Linked DNA regions of Mus musculus: region 1 is linked to region 2. Evidence: chromatin contacts called from public Micro-C data. All regions are on one chromosome and are shown on one strand. Each heading gives the region's core, a stretch centred on a gene start, on an enhancer-like site or on the middle of the called end of the contact. The rest is flanking DNA. Distances are from core to core; before and after follow the strand shown. Region 1 has its middle 28 kb from the start of Gm32931. Region 2 holds the start of Tmem26 (transmembrane protein 26).

Evidence for each region. Hi-C and Micro-C count contacts between places; a contact is called where the count stands out from the background.
Region 1: a Micro-C map of B cells shows a contact between it and region 2, with 1.6 times the contacts expected there. The contact joins the enhancer-like site here to the promoter of Tmem26 in region 2. A contact is called at or near these places in 4 of 39 promoter capture datasets (the 3T3-L1 cell line, 3T3-L1-derived adipocytes and pre-B cells), 1 of 484 Hi-C or Micro-C datasets (B cells), 1 of 115 datasets of contacts at active chromatin or transcription factors (embryonic stem cells) and 2 of 9 other capture datasets (embryonic stem cells and liver).

Annotation. Positions count from the first base shown.
Region 1 is chr10:68,793,534-68,796,233 of GRCm38.p6, forward strand. No RefSeq gene overlaps it. Among named protein-coding and RNA genes, the nearest start is that of Gm32931, 28 kb to the right of the region's middle. Within about 2 kb of position 1,313, at least 68 of the 459 cell types and tissues checked have an H3K27ac peak or open chromatin away from gene starts, as enhancers often do. A contact at or near this core is called in B cells and pre-B cells, where this site is marked.
Region 2 is chr10:68,722,398-68,725,097 of GRCm38.p6, forward strand. Tmem26 (transmembrane protein 26) reads left to right here and starts at 1,349. Exons shown (of 6, transcript NM_177794.3): 1 at 1,349-1,693. The coding sequence starts at 1,503.

The DNA.
Region 1 (2,700 bases), core at 63-2,562, 71 kb after region 2:
AAAAGCAACAGTTAGTGTTTTTGAGTCCCCCACACCCCTTGATTCTTGACAAGTTTTCAACATGGACTGGGCAGAGCTCCCATACATCACTGGCTCTGACGAGCTCCTGACCCTGAGCCTAAACATGTGCAACCCATTCCCTAGTTGTAATCTGGATTTTAAAATCCTATTCCTGCTTGTAAAGCAGCACCCACCAAAGCAACATGGTGGCGGGCTCTGTGTTCACTGCACTTCCATAGTAGACTGCAGGATTCAGGAGCGGATCCATTTATTATATGGCATGTGCCATCTCCTGGGTGACAGCCACATTCATCAAAGCTCCAGTCCCTGCGAAGGGATAATGTTCAGGAAATATTTGAGCAGCTATCGCTCTTGCCCCATGGCTCTTCCCAAAGTTAATTTTAAAAAAGCTCCTTTCTACCAGTCTTCCAAAGAATACAAATTTTGTGTCTCCAACTTCTTGGAGAAGCCAAAGCAAAACAATTGTGATAACGTCTTCTTCCTTTTTTTTTTTTTCTACAGATCCCTCAAAGGGGCTCTTTGTTGGAGCATCCTGCTTTGACATCCTATCAGGGGCAGCTCGCTAATGATTTATTATCACAGACTCTATTTCCCAGGTAAAAATTGAGACATGGTCTCTCAAAGTATTGAACTTAAGACTACAGTACTGTATTTCCTTAGCTTTCGGGAAAATCGAGAAAAGGGTAGCAGAAAGACAGCCACCCCAGTCACAACCCAGTGAAGAGCAAATTCAAGATCAAAATGCCCTCTCTACAAAGGCAATTTAGAAGAATAGAACAAAATTAAGCACCTTTAGTTTTTACTGTCACATCCTGTGTCCTTGAAATAGTCTTACCTACTGCAATGTGAGATTTAGACAATAATTTCGTATTTTTAACTTTCTTTCTACAACCTCTTTGGAAGCAAGTTCTATCTATCTATCTATCTATCTATCTATCTATCTATCTATCTATCTATCTATAGATGTATGTTTGTATTGAACATTGGACAATAGTTTTATATGAGATGGAGCCTTCTGACTGAGTCTGAATCTTCAGCTTTGTGAAGCAGCTATGTTCCATCAGTAAGCAGGAGTGAGCAGAAGTCAACTTTAAATGTTTTCTTCTCTATGATTTGAGGTTTTCTAGGCTTTAGTCTCACCAGCAAAGATCATCTGCTGTTTTCATAACTGCATCCAAGTGTACCCCATAAAAGAGACAACCGCTGGAGCAAGGTAACTGCTCAGTCAGTGAAGTGTACCCTGAAAGCACAGACCTGAGTCTGTATACCAGCCTCACAGAAAAGCAGGAAACAAACCTACACACCTGAAACCCCAAGGCTTGGACCAGGGGTGGAGACAGGTGGATCCTGGGAGCTCATTGGTTAGTTAGTTAGCCTAGCTGGGTAGGGTAACTCTAAGTTCTGTGAAAAACCCTATCTCAAAATATAAGGTAGAGAACAAACAAGAAAGGCACCTGATTTTGACCTCCAGCAACCACATGCATGTGCGTGTGTGTGTGTGTGCGCGCGCGCACACACACACACACACACACACACACACAGACACACTGCTCCATACACCCATACACATATGCACAAATGCACACTAATGTACATTATGAGCGCTCACGCGTGCGCATACACAGACACACACACACGCACACAGGCACACAGATGACAACTATTCCCATAGGTAGGATCAAAGTGGACTCACTCTATGTTCTTAACTGTTAACTACTTTGCTATCAACAGCTTCCACCTTCCAGAATGTTCCCATGCTCCTTAAAAATGGAGAAGCAAGGCTCGACTGGCTCTTTCCAGTGAAATGTTTGAATCGTGCACATTTGTTCAGAGAAAACGCTTTCCATTGTTTCTGCGGCACTGGGACTAATTAGGTCAGAACGTTTTCTTTTGATTGTCTCCCTTTTCTGAATTTAATGAAGGTGGAAAAAGAAATAAAGCTAATTTTCCCTCCACATGCTAGAACCCTTTACCACACTTGTAGGACAGTTAAGAGCATCCAGAGCACAGAAGACAAACACGGAGGTGGCAGGAAGTGGGTGGGGCTCTGGAACAGATCTTGGGACTTTCCATGACACAGAAGCCCGCTTCCCTCCCAGCCTGGTCCCTGGGGGCATAAGCCCTTGAAGTTACCCTCCTGGTGAGTCTGCGCATCAGTACACTCAAAGGGAAACAGAGGCTTCCTTTCTCAACCCTCATTTGCATAAGTTGAAACTTAATCCAACTCTGCTGAGATGTTCCTCAGTTCTGGCATCTGCCCCACTCTTGCCTTCTCCTTCCCCCTCAACTTCCCCAGGCTTTCTCAAATCAAACCGGCATAATTTCTCTCTGTGAAAGCTCAATTGGTGACCTTGGGAAGTCAGAGCGGCTTCCAAAAGGAATTCATTACTGTGTTGAGGTGACATTGGCTTTCATGAAAACGAATGTTCTGAAACAAACTATCAGCTTTGGAAAAATAATTCATCACATTTTTTTTTGGTGGGGAGGAGGATAAAATGTCTCGCGTTAAAAAGGACCTCTCGTGGGTGACCTATCTGTCATGAAAAGCGTTGTTAGGACAGTCTGTGCTGTTTGGAAGCCTGGAACATGGACGCTTTCATGCCGACTTTCAGGAGAACAAGGTGAATCATGAAACACTCAAAATTATTCTCCCGTGGTTCTGTTGAAATGATTCTAATT
Region 2 (2,700 bases), core at 99-2,598:
TTCTATGGATCTCTGATAACATTCCCTGTAGACTTTTCTTTCAGTTACTTGTATGGACAAGAGAGTACTCCTGCTTCACAGTGCTAGGACTATAGCTTTCTAAACGCTCTTTGTAACCAAACAAAGAGTGAATTAGCAGCACAGAGCTTTGAAGACCCTAGGTAAACCTGGCAAGATTTCAATAACTTAGTTCACTTCACGATTTTTATAATAGTCTCTCCTAGCTATATAACCTCTCAATTTACAAACATAGCTTTTCTACATATATTTCACTGAGATATTGAATCCAATTTTTAAAATCTGCAAAATTAATAACAACAATAATAATAATAATAATAATAATAATAATAAAATAAAAACAAGAAGCCTGGAGGACAGAAAACAAAGAATCAAAAATAACACATGGGGCTTTGAAGTCCTGACTTCAGTTCTTTCTTTGGCTCTGATGATGGAAAACTAAGTCACAAGTCTTCATCTAAAGAGTTCTCAACTCCAAAGCTGTACCTCACCTACTCATATGGATCACCTCCCCTTTTCCTCCTCCTCCCCACAAGCTCTCTCGCCCCTCCCCCATGCTGGATAAGAGCTCTAAGACTAAGCTAAAGCTGCAAACCTCCTTTAATTTTTTTTTAAGAGTTATGGTTTTGCACAGTAGCCCAGACTGGCATTGAATTCACAGCGATCCCCCTGCCTCCACCTCCCAGTGTGGGGGTGGGGGGACCAGGAGCCACCAGCTAAGAATAAGTACACTAGAGTTACCCATGCTCTGAATGAGATGTTGAGAAGGCCAGGCTGTCAGTTGACCCGTGGTTCCGGGGAAGTTTCAATTCTTCAAACTGGGGGTTGGGGGGTGGTGGTGGGGTGGTTAGAAAACCCCCAAAAAAACAAAAGAAAAGAAAAAACACCACGTCAGTTTTAAAACTGCTTGGACAGCAGATTCTTTTGGTTCTCCTGAGTCCCAGCTTCGAATCATCGCGAGGGCCTGTTGTGCTCCTCTGAATGTGGGAATGATCTAGATGGGGGGAAAAAGAAAAAATAGAAAAGTGAGGGCTGATAGAAAAAGCTCTTTCGCACCTTGGCCATCAGCTCACCTCTACCTTCTTGGAGTGGGGTGGAGGGCATTCTTATGAACTCCCTGGGGTCCTGGGGGTGGGAAAGAGGGCAGGAATGAAGGCTGGGCCCCAGCATCCGCAGGAGGATAGGCTGTGCTGCAGAATAACCCCGAGAGAGCCTGGGCGGTGCAGTCCCAGTTGCCTGCAGAGCCCAGCAGCCAGGAGAAGCTGGCTTTGGATTCTGTCTTTGAAGAGTTCTCTGGAAGTTGGAGGGGCGGGGCAAGCGGCGCTCTCCTGTCCTACTGGAGACTTGCGCGGGAGTGTGAGCAAGAACTCGGGCTGGCAATCACAGTCCCAGGGGTGTCCCACTCCTGGGCTGAGGTGGACACAGGGTGCTGCCCACGGGGTCGGTAGGGCGCAGGCGCCGGTCTGGCAGAGCGCAAGGGCAGAATGGAGGGGCTGGTCTTGCTCAAGGCCCTGGTCACCCGGCTGCTGTTCCTGTTGCATTCCCTGGTCGCCGTCTGGAGAGTGACCTGGGTGAAGGAAGAGCACCGTTACTGGCTGCTGGCCCTGCTCAACCTCTTGCTGGTCCTGGAGACAGTGCTCACCCTCAAGTTCAAGCGCGGACGAGGCTACAAATGGTGAGAGTGCCCTGGGAAGGGAGGGCGCACAGGGTCCCGGGCATTGTTCATCACGGTCTTAGCAGGAGGAACCAAAACCTTGTCTCGGGTGTTTGTGGTTTCCTTGCTGGTATTTGGGCACCCTTTGGTTCTCCGTGGAGTTTGGTCGGCACATGGGATACCGATGCATCTTTTAGGCATGCCAGTGGTACCTTGGGTCCCAGCGCAGCACTGGGAAGGATGGAGCCCGGACGGATGGACTTAATTGGCTAATCAGTTAAAACCATCTACGCTAGAGGAGTGGAGCTGATTGCTGGGTGTCCTGCTTTCTTAAGTTAGAGTGCGAGCCAGGGGCCTGTCATGGATGTCCGTGCAAGAACCGGGATGCCTTGTGGGGCAACAGAGATCCATGAAGAGCTGAGCGCTCCTGAAGCCTCTGCCGCACAGTGCCGCCCCTCCCCCCACCATCAGCACCTTTGGTTTTTAGTCTCTTCCGCTCTCCATACCCCTCGCTGCGCCTGAGGTTTTAGCCACTTCCAATTTCTTCCAACCCCAAACGTCCCCAGCTCTTCCAGTGTGGAGCCAGTTTCAGGTGTCTGGGTTTGGTGGCTTGGGAGCTTGGCAGCCTACTTCGGGAACCAGGCATGGTTTGTGCTACAGACACTGGGGGAGGGACCAGCAGGTAGCGGGTTTTGTCTTAACCTCAGCATGGAAACTCTCTGGGTTCCTCTGGCGGCTGTAATTCCCTCTATAGACCCAATGCAAGTGGAAAGGCTAACACAAAGGTTGCCTGGCCATTTGCAAAGAGTACCCACTGATGCCCACTCTTACCATCCAGGGCAAAGTTATGCCTCGCGCTAACCACCCCCCCCTTTGCTGTTGCATTAGCTGTTATGTTCAGGAACAGAGAAGCCCCCTTCAACAACAGTGCCAAAAGGCTATATATTTCATTGTCACTGTGGGAAAAAAAATGGGCTTTGAAGCTGATATGAACCTTAAAGTCTCTGCTTTTGAAAAATGTCTAGGAT